2 separate regions of the Xenopus laevis genome follow, and region 1 is linked to region 2. The links are chromatin contacts, called in public Hi-C maps. All regions are on one chromosome and are shown on one strand. Each heading gives the region's core, a stretch centred on a gene start, on an enhancer-like site or on the middle of the called end of the contact. The rest is flanking DNA. Distances are from core to core; before and after follow the strand shown.

Region 1 (5,217 bases), core at 2,309-4,808, 60 kb before region 2:
TTTCCTGAGTCAGAGCCACACTGCCATAACACTGTTTATATACAGCGTGCGCATGGAAAGGGCACAGAATCTGCATTTATAAAGAGCTCAGTGTCGCTGGAAGTTGGACTTAACCCTTTATTAGGGTGGATGACTACTGCAACAAACAGGAACAATTCACTTGCATTTTATCTTCTGGGGCAAGTCTCCTCGGCTAAAGTGTGTCCATTTTAGTTTTCTGAAAAATGAGGGGCAGTTCCTGCTGAATTGTGCTTAGTACAGGGGAATACCTATGCTGCCATAGTTTTATGGGATCTCTCTCTGTACAGACTATGAGCAAACTTAGGGGCTGTTCCTGCTGAATTGTGCTTAGTACAGGGAATACCTATGCTGACATAGTTTTATGGGATCTCTCTGTACAGACTATGAGCAAACTTAGGGTGCTGTTCCTGCTGAATTGTGCTTAGTACAGGGAATACCTATGCTGCCATAGTTTTATGGGATCTCTCTCTACAGACTATGAGCAAATTTAGGGGCTGTTCCTGCTGAATTGTGCTTAGTACAGGGAATACCTATGCTGCTATAGTTTTATGGGATCTCTCTGTACAGACTATGAGCAAACTTAGGGACTGTTCCTGCTGAATTGTGCTTAGTACAGGGAATACCTATGCTGCCATAGTTTTATGGGATCTCTCTGTACAGACTATGAGCAAACTTAGGAGACTGTTCCTGCTGAATTGTGCTTAGTACAGGGGAATACCTATGCTGCCATAGTTTTATGGGATCTCTCTGTACAGACTATGAGCAAACTTAGGGACTGTTCCTGCTGAATTGTGCTTAGTACAGAGGAATACCTATGCTGCCATAGTTTTATGGGATCTCTCTGTACAGACTATGAGCAAACTTAGGGACTGTTCCTGCTGAATTGTGCTTAGTACAGAGGAATACTTATGCTGCTATAGTTTTATGGGATCTCTCTGTACAGACTATGAGCAAACTTAGGGACTGTTCCTGCTGAATTGTGCTTAGTACAGGGAATACCTATGCTGCCATAGTTTTATGGGATCTCTCTGTACAGACTATGAGCAAACTTAGGGGACTGTTCCTGCTGAATTGTGCTTAGTACAGGGAATACCTATGTGCCATAGTTTTATGGGATCTCTCTGTACAGACTATGAGCAAACTTAGGGACTGTTCCTGCTGAATTGTGCTTAGTACAGGGAATACCTGTATTGAGGTAGTATTATGGTAACTCCCTGTACAGGATGTAATTAAACTTGTTCCTTTTGCAATAGTTCTTTCCATTACCACCATTTCTCCAGTAAAATGAAATATTACTCCTTTGCCCTGTAGCCTATGCCCAGTGCTGGCTATGTATAAAGGCAATTAGACTGCACGGGAGATATACAGTATATATATATATTTGGGAGAGAGAAGGAATTCCAAGAGCAATGAAGCCATACACAAGCCTGAGACTGTAAGCAAAGTGAGTAAGTGCTTTATAGAAGGGGGTAATAGAGCAAATGCTGGAGACATCTAGCAGTTTTCCCATCTGACCCTGTAAGTAGGGGGAATGTTACTGGCCCCCATATGTTTGGTGGGTCTGGGTATTTGCTGCTATACATTTATTTCCATAAACAGTAGAATAAAGGAGAAATTTCCAATTCCCAAATCTGCTGGGGTTAGTGAAATGCCGCTGGCGCCACCCGCCTCAGAAATATATTAATAACCCTGGAATTGGCTCAGTCAGGGAATATTTTTTTATAGGCCCAGAACGTGGGCAGGACTAGTGATTACTTGTGACCATGCCATGTCCTACTTGAACACCAGGAAAGCAGTGGCCCCAGAGCATGTAGGGACATGGGCAGAGTTTGTCTACATCATGTGGCTCATAATGACCAATCAGAGGCTTGCTTTTAGTCTTCCAGCTGCACTAGTGACTGTAGGTTATGATACTGGGACACATATCACGGCACAGACATGCACAGGTACTGATTGTGGGCTCAGGGGTTCTGCCCTGGTGCATTCCATGATGGGGCTGCAGAGTAACGGCTATTGGAGCTAGAATGTGGCTCGTTGTCACAGCACTTATTCTCCCCATGCAGCTGTAGCGGGGCAAACTGTACACAAAGAGAAGGGCAAGAGATGCAGAGAGCTTGGGCAAGATGGAGACAGTAGGGCAGGATTGGAGACTACAGGGTAAGATGGGAGAGTATAGGAGGGGTTGAGAGACTTATGGGTGAGATGGAAGGCGTAAGGCTGAGATAGGAGGCTGTAGGGTCAGGCGGAAGACTGTAGGACAAGATAGCAGGCTTAAAGGTGAGATGGGAGACTGTAGCACAAGATGAAAGGTGTAAGAGTGAGATAGGAGACTGTAGGACAAGATAGAAGGTATAAGGCTGAGATGGGAGGCTTAAGGGTGAGATGGGAGGTTGAAGGCTGAGATAGAATGCTTAAAAGTGAGAAGGAAGATGGAAGGCTGAGATCGGAAGCTTTAGGGTTAGATTGGAGGCTTAAGGGTGAGATGAGAAGTGTAAGGCTGATATAGAAGGCTTAAAGCTAAGATGGGAGGCTGTATGGTTATATGGGAGGCTTTAGGCTGAGATGGGAGGCTTTAGAGTGAGATGGGAGGCTTTAGGGTGAGATGGGAGGCTGTATGGTAAGAATGGAGGCTTTAGGGTGAGATTGGAGAATTAAGGGTGAGATGGGAGGCTTTAGGGTGAGATGGAAGACCTAAGGCTGAGATGGTAGCCTTAAGCTGAGATGGGAGACTTAAACTGAGATGGGAGACTTAAGCTGAGATGGGAGGCTTAAGGGTGAGATGGAAGACCTAAAGCTGAGATGGGAGACTTAAGCTGAGATGGGAGACTTAAGCTGAGATGGGAGGCTTAAGGGTGTAATTGTAGACTGTAACATTAGTAATGTCCAACCTTCCAGCTATAAACCGTTTGAGTAGAACTCCATGCACCCAAGGACAACTGAAGACTGTCAAAGGTGCTGGGAGTTGTGGAGCTGTCTGATACTGGATGTTCAATAATGTCACCCAGACAAAATTCCACTTGTGCTCACCCTTCATTTGGGCACCCAGTTGCCATGTTGGCCAGCAGCAGCCCTAAGGGACACCCAGATAGGTAATTAAGGACAACACAAATAAACCTGGTTGGCTGCCAGTGCTTTGAACTGTTTGCTGTGTAGGAAGTTGTTTGGGCGGCAGTGATGATTGGCCGTGTTTGTTGGGAGAGAGACTGGAGGCTGAGAGCGTGGGACCTCCCTCCCTCACAATCCCCTCTTTGTGTGACTTCAGGCAGGGATCCTGCTAATTAGAGCAATATCCGCATTCAGAGATTATCGCTGGGGTAACTAATTAGTGCTGGAGTGGGGGAAATATCCAGCCCCATGACAGTCCCTTTCACTTCTGGGCTCTTTCATACAGTTTCTCTTTTTATACAACGCCACCGCCTCTGCCGGGACAGCATTTAAAGGGGAAGTGCACTCTCTGGCTATTCTTTCTCTGGTGACCACAGCCGAGGAGCTGCTTCTGCTCTATAAAACCTGGCTGATAAGACAGGGTCAGATTAAATGTGGGGCAGGTGGAGCTGCAGTTACAGTGAATATTTGCAGTCGTGCTGGTGCATTGCAATGAGTGTGCCAAGGTGTGTAAATGTAGTTGCATTATGCTTCTATGCAGATGGCTCATTCCTTGCAGTCCCTTTTATATATTCTGTATGGTTTATTCCTGGAGATTTCAAGGCTTCAGATATGGGCCTATCTCTGTGTGTCCAGAGGAAGGAGAGCAGCCAGCAGCTTTTATATAGCCAACTGCTGGAAGGTGGTTGAATTCAGCCCAGTGCAGTTAGGCCCATACAAGGATACAAACAACTGGGGTGTCACTTGTTCCTTCAAGTAAACTGTGCCCCAGCACTGAAGGGGTTATTGTGCTTAAATCTATGCTGCCCCCTCCCTCTCCCACCTGAGTGCAGCAGCAGCGGCGGCTGTACATGCAGCTCCCATTACATTCTCAGCATGGGGCAGGCTCAGCAAAAAAGGCCAAATTGCAGTAAAATTTGCTGGTAATTGAAAATGCCACCCCCCCCCCTTCACTAGCCGGACCCTGGGAATGAATTCTTTTTTGTGCCGTCCCAGTCCCCCCGCCTGGTGGGGCCTATTTGTCCTTAATTGAGTTGTACAATTGAGAGGCAATTGTGAGCGGAGAGCTTGGCAGCAAAGTGTGTGCCGCACAAATGCCAACCCCCCTCCCCTCCATTCCAGCCAGCGGGTAGGTACAAAATAGGGAGATAGATTTCATTGATTTGCTTCTTCTACTTATTTTCCTCTGCTGTTATGACTACAAACTGGCAGCTTCTGAGGGGCCGCAGGGATGGGCACAGGGTGGGCTCCATTCATTTAGGGAGGCAAATACAGCTCCACTAATGGCCCCAGGGAGATGGGGGGAGCCGATCAAGCATATTATGTATAGTTGTTTCCATTCAATGTATAGCTTTATTCATTCATCCTGCTTTACTCTATCACATCCTCTCTGCGCTACAGTGCTGCAAATGGCACATACATTCAGCCTTGTATCAAGGGCCCGTCCACTTTGTATCCAACTGCTCTATTTATTTTTACTGTTACAGTGTTGCCCTCGCTAAATAGCCACTGGCTAATCATCCCTGGGAGTTTCACACTAACAAAAATGCCCCAATATACTCTCTTTTTTCTTATCATTGCGCACACACATTCAAGTCTTGCACTGCCCCAATACATCCAGGTGACTGGACAAACTCTCAACAAAGCCCCACCCTTTGTCTGACCATGGGAAAGAGAGCAGCCCAGGAGCAGGAAGTACAGAGAGTCAGAGCTCTGTACCTGGGTAAGTACTGGGGGAGATTGGATTCACTTACCCAGGGGGAGGTTCCTGTCTGACCATGGGAAAGAGAACAGCCCAGGAGCAGGAAGTACAGAGAATCAGAGCTCTTTACCTGGGTAAGTACTGGGGGAAATTGGATTCACTTACCCAGGGGGAGGTTCCTGTCTGACCATGGGAAAGAGAACAGCCCAGGAGCAGGAAGTACAGAGAATCTGAGCTCTGTACCTGGGTAAGTACTGGGGGAGATTGGATTCACTTACCCAGGGGGAGGTTCCTGTCTGACCATGGGAAAGAGAGCAGCCCAGGAGCAGGAAGTACAGAGAATCTGAGCTCTGTACCTGGGTAAGTACTGGGGGAGATTGGATTCACTT
Region 2 (5,087 bases), core at 417-2,916:
TGACTTGCGCTGACTCCCAGCGAGTTTCACATCACACTGACCCAATCATTGGCTGCACCTTCTTTTAGCAAATAAAGCCTCCAGTTGGTGATGCCCATGCTAGTGCCAGCTCACCCCTAAACTGACCATTGCAGTCTGCAGCAGGCACCTATTCTAATAGCGATCTGCCCATGCGGGAGGGGCATTAGACAGGGATCCACCTGTACTGCACCTGTCTACACTCCTGTATGGATGTGCCTGGGGGTATGAGTGGCTATTTACAGCCTGGCTCACTGGATTCCCTGACACTGAGTGCAGCCAGCGGACACACCATACTCATTACCATCATATCTGTCTATCAGGTCTTACCCCCCCCCCCCCATCTCAAGCCAAACACACGGGGCCTTTCATGGTGGGCAACAATAACACTGGATAAGGGCCCCAAAGGTAAACGAGCAGAGATAATCAGAGTTCCACCTCTGAGTCTGAGCAGATCCACAGAATGAGAAGGAAGATAACCCCCCTCCCGTCTGTCTGTCTGTCTGTCCCACCACCTCAGGGCCGACCTGTCTCCCTCCCTCTAAAGCACAACGGTCTGTTTTTCAGCCTCATCTACAATGTATTGAAATCCCACACACGGGTCCAACCAGTGAGCCACTAAAGCTCCCCATAGACGCGACGATTCTTCTTGCCGGACGACCGATTTTAGGGAAGTCCGACCAATCCTTCGAAATTATCGTGCGGTTAGTGGGATTCGAACGATCGTACATCTCACGATTTTTCAGCCGACATCTGTCAGGAAATTGATTGGCCGGGTCAAAAAATCTTTGTTGGCCCCAGTGCAATCTCTCTATGTTTGCAGGGCCAAGCAGCTCCCCTTTGTTTTCCTGCCAAATTGGTCTTTTTAGTTGATGGTCAATTCGTAGGATCGTTCCGAGAAGATCGTGGTCTGATCTTTTAAAAATCTCAACATCTATGGGCAGCTTTAGGGAAGGGAATACCGGCAGAGCTGCCATATAACTTGCTGAGCACAGGACACGCCCACTGCACTCACAGCACTAAAATGACATCGGACGAGACATAATGAAATGGATTTCCCTGATTTACTGAGTGACACCCCTATCAGTAATGAACCCAGTCCTGTTCCTGCACAGCCGGGTAGCAGTGGCTGCTGGGAAATCGAGTCACATGCTGAAGGGACACAAGATGTCTCCACAGTTCCCCCTCATTACAGAATGGGGAGAAATCTGTACTGAGAGCTCCCCCCAGTGGCCACAACACAATGTTGCAATGACTGCAATTATCCTGCCCCCACAAACACGGAATGTGCCCCTATTGCTCATTAGCCCCCCCACACACACAGTTAAGGACCCCCATACTGGAAACTGAGCCCACTGCATTCGATCCAAAGTGGCATTTAGGCTAAAGCCAACAAATAAACTGCCCAATGTATTTGGCAAATAAAGGGAAAGTAAAACGTATTGACAGACGGGTTCCTGTGCAGGTCCCACCCCAGCAGCCCCTCACCCCTGTTACCTGTACCCCCTCCCATTGCTCTGACTGCCCCCATGTCATTTCCTGGCTACAGGTTTGGCGGGAATGGCCGGCAGGGTGAGGGTCCCCGGGGGGTGCAGATGTGTTTGGAGGCATAATGGGCTGTCATGGAAGAAAGAGCTGACACTTCCTCTGTCCCCAAAGCTCTGCTCTCATCTGCACCTCTGTCCCCTCACTCACGGGCCCCATTGTTACAGCCACCGACCTGCCGAGCCACAACAATAAGGCAAATGGCTTCATTATCTCTGGCCCAGGACCCCCGCTGATTTGTTTATGAAAATCCTCGGTGCCTCGTTAATTTCATTTCTCTGGACAGGAAAATAAACTTTCCATTCGGCACCTGTTCCTTCGTGCTCTCCCCCTGCAGCCCCTCGGGCCCCTGACTGTGTAACAGATACAAGGGCCCCGATACCCTGGGGGGTAAACACAGGCTGCTACTGCATTTTGGGGCCCTGACTTTGCAACAAGGCTGGGGCCACTCTCCCGTAACTCAAGTATTGGATTGTAGCAGCGTGTGGCCCCGTGCATTGGCCCCTGGTGTGGATTTAAGACGAGCCTGTGATGTTCTCAGAGATTTGCTGATCAGCCTCTTGTGCTCTCAATACAAACATAGTGGTGGGGTCAGCGGTGTGTGTGTCCCTGCTATAAAGTCACAGGGGGGGGGGCTATGAATAGAAAGACCCTAATAGGATTAGAGTGCAGGGTGGGGGGCTCTAATGATGTCTTTTTGTTAGTCCAACTCCCATTAATGACCCATGGGGGGGGCTACTGGGACAAGTGTCAATAAGGAGGGGGTACTAGGGAGCTGACTTTATTTAATCCTTCGAGGGGACCTGTGTGCCCAAAACATTCCCATGTGCCCTGACCTCTATAGGTGGCCATACCAGGGAGAGACGCTCGTTTGGTGACATTGATGTGGGCGATATCGGCCTGATTCCCTAGGGCCCAATGATCAGATCACAATGGAGGCCATATGGGACGGTCGGATCACAGGACCGAATTATCGAACAGATGTGGTCACGATCTGACGGGATTGGCATCTGACCGACTTTCAGCCAAATATCGATCAGGGACGCCCGTCGGACACATACGGCCCAATAAACTGCCAACCCGGCCTGTGGATGGGGGCCTTAAGAGTTGCAAGTACAGTACCAGTACATTCAGGGCAGTACAGTACCAGTACATTCAGGGCAGTACAGTACCAGTACATTCAGGGCAGTACAGTACCAGTACATTCAGGGCAGTACAGTACCAGTACATTCAGGGCAGTACAGTACCAGTACATTCAGGGCAGTACAGTACCAGTACATTCAGGGCAGTACAGTACCAGTACATTCAGGCAGTGCAGTTACCAGTACATTCAGGCAGTGCATACCAGTACATTCAGGGCAGTACAGTACCAGTACATTCAGGGCAGTACAGTACCAGTACATTCAGGGGCAGTACAGTACCAGTAGATTCAGGGCAGTGCAGTACCAGTACATTCAGGGGCAGTACAGTACCAGTACATTCAGGGCAGTACAGTACCAGTAGATTCAGGCAGTACAGTACAGTACATTCAGGGCAGTACAGTACAGTAGATTCAGGGGCAGTACAGTACCAGTACATTCAGGGCAGTACAGTACCAGTAGATTCAGGGCAGTACAGGTACCAGTAGCATTCAGGGCAGTACAGTACCAGTAGATTCAGGCAGTACAGTACGCAGTACATTCAGGGCAGTACAGTACCAGTAGATTCAGGGCAGTACAGTACCAGTACATTCAGGGCAGTACAGTACCAGTACATTCAGGGCAGTACAGTACCAGTACATTCAGGGCAGTACAGTACCAGTACATTCAGGGCAGTACAGTACCAGTACATTCAGGGCAGTACAGTACCAGTAGATTCAGGGCAGTACAGTACCAGTAGATTCAGGGCAGTACAGTACCAGTACATTCAGGGCAGTACAGTACCAGTAGATTCAGGGCAGTACAGTACCAGTACATTCAGGGCAGTACAGTACCAGTTAGATTCAGGGCAGTACAGTACCAGACATTCAGGGCAGTACCAGTACCAGTAGATTCAGGGCAGTACAGTACCAGTACATTCAGGGGCAGTACAGTACCAGTACATTCAGGGCAGTACAGTACCAGTACATTCAGGCAGTACAGTACCAGTACATTCAGGGCAGTACAGTACCAGTACATTCAAGGGCAGTACAGTACCAGTACATTCAGGGCAGTACAGTACCGGGCAGTACAGTACCAGTACATTCAGGGCAGTACAGTACCAGTACATTCAGGGCAGTGCAGTACCAGTACATTCAGGGCAGTACAGTACCAGTACATTCAGGGCAGTACAGTACCCAGTAACATTCCAGGGCAGTACAGTACAGTACCAGTACATTCAGGGCAGTACAGTACAGTACATTCAGGGCAGTACAGTACCAGTAATTCAGGGCAGTACAGTACCAGTACATTCAGGGCAGTACAGTACCAGTACATTCAGGGCAGTACAGTACCAGTACATTCAGGGCAGTACAGTACCAGCGTACATTCAGGGCAGTACAGTACCATACATTCAGGGCAGTAACAGTACCAGTACATTCAGGGCAGTACAGTACCAGTAACATTCAGGCAGTACAGTACCAGTACATTCAGGGCAGTACAGTACCAGTACATTCAGGGCAGTACAGTACCAGTACATTCAGGGCAGTACTAGTACCAGTACATTCAGGGCAGTACAGTACCAGTACATTCAGGCAGTACAGTACACCAGTTACATTCAGGGCAGTACAGTACCAGTACATTCAGGGCAGGTACAGTACCAGTACATTCAGGGCAGTACAGTACCAGTACATTCAGGGCAGTACAAGTACCAGTACATTCAGGGCAGTACATACCAGTACATTCAGGGCAGTACAGTACCAGTACATTCAGGGCAGTACAGTACCAGTACATTCAGGGCAGTACAGTACCAGTACATTCAGGGCAGTACAGTACCAGTACATTCAGGGCAGTACAGTACCAGTACATTCAGGGCAGTACAGTACCAGTACATTCAGGGCAGTACAGTACCAGTACATTCAGGGCAGTACAGTACCAGTACATTCAGGGCAGTACAGTACCAGTACATTCAGGGCAGTACAGTACCAGTACATTCAGGGCAGCGTACAGTACCAGTACATTCAGGGCAGTACAGTACCAGTACATTCAGGGCAGTACAGTACCAGTACATTCAGGGCAGTACAGTACCAGTACATTCAGGGCAGTACAGTACCAGTACATTCAGGGCAGTACAGTACCAAGTACATTCAGGGCAGTACAGTACCAGTACATTCAGGGCAGTACAGTACCAGTACATTCAGGGCAGTACAGTACCAGTACATTCAGGGCAGTACAGTACCAGTACATTCAGGCAGTACAGTACCAGTACATTCAGGGCAGTACAGTACCAGTACATTCAGGGCAGTACAGTACCAGTACATTCAGGGCAGTACAGTACCAGTACATTCAGGGCAGTACAGTACCAGTACATTCAGGGCAGTACAGTACCAGTACATTCAGGGCAGTACA

The links. A called contact is a pair of places that touch in the nucleus more often than the background predicts.
Region 1: a contact with region 2 is called in a Hi-C map of the XTC cell line, with 5 times the contacts expected there. The contact joins two enhancer-like sites. A contact is called at or near these places in 3 of 4 Hi-C or Micro-C datasets (the XL177 cell line, the XTC cell line and animal cap).

Annotation. Positions count from the first base shown.
Region 1 is chr8L:1,566,117-1,571,333 of Xenopus_laevis_v10.1, reverse strand. All of the region lies in intron 5 of LOC108698119 (a long non-coding RNA gene), which reads left to right. Among protein-coding and RNA genes, the nearest start is that of slc34a3.L, 23 kb to the left of the region's middle. Within about 2 kb of position 3,558, at least 1 of the 7 cell types and tissues checked has an H3K27ac peak or open chromatin away from gene starts, as enhancers often do.
Region 2 is chr8L:1,504,535-1,509,621 of Xenopus_laevis_v10.1, reverse strand. No RefSeq gene overlaps it. Among protein-coding and RNA genes, the nearest start is that of lmo4.2.L, 5.0 kb to the left of the region's middle. Within about 2 kb of position 1,666, at least 4 of the 7 cell types and tissues checked have an H3K27ac peak or open chromatin away from gene starts, as enhancers often do.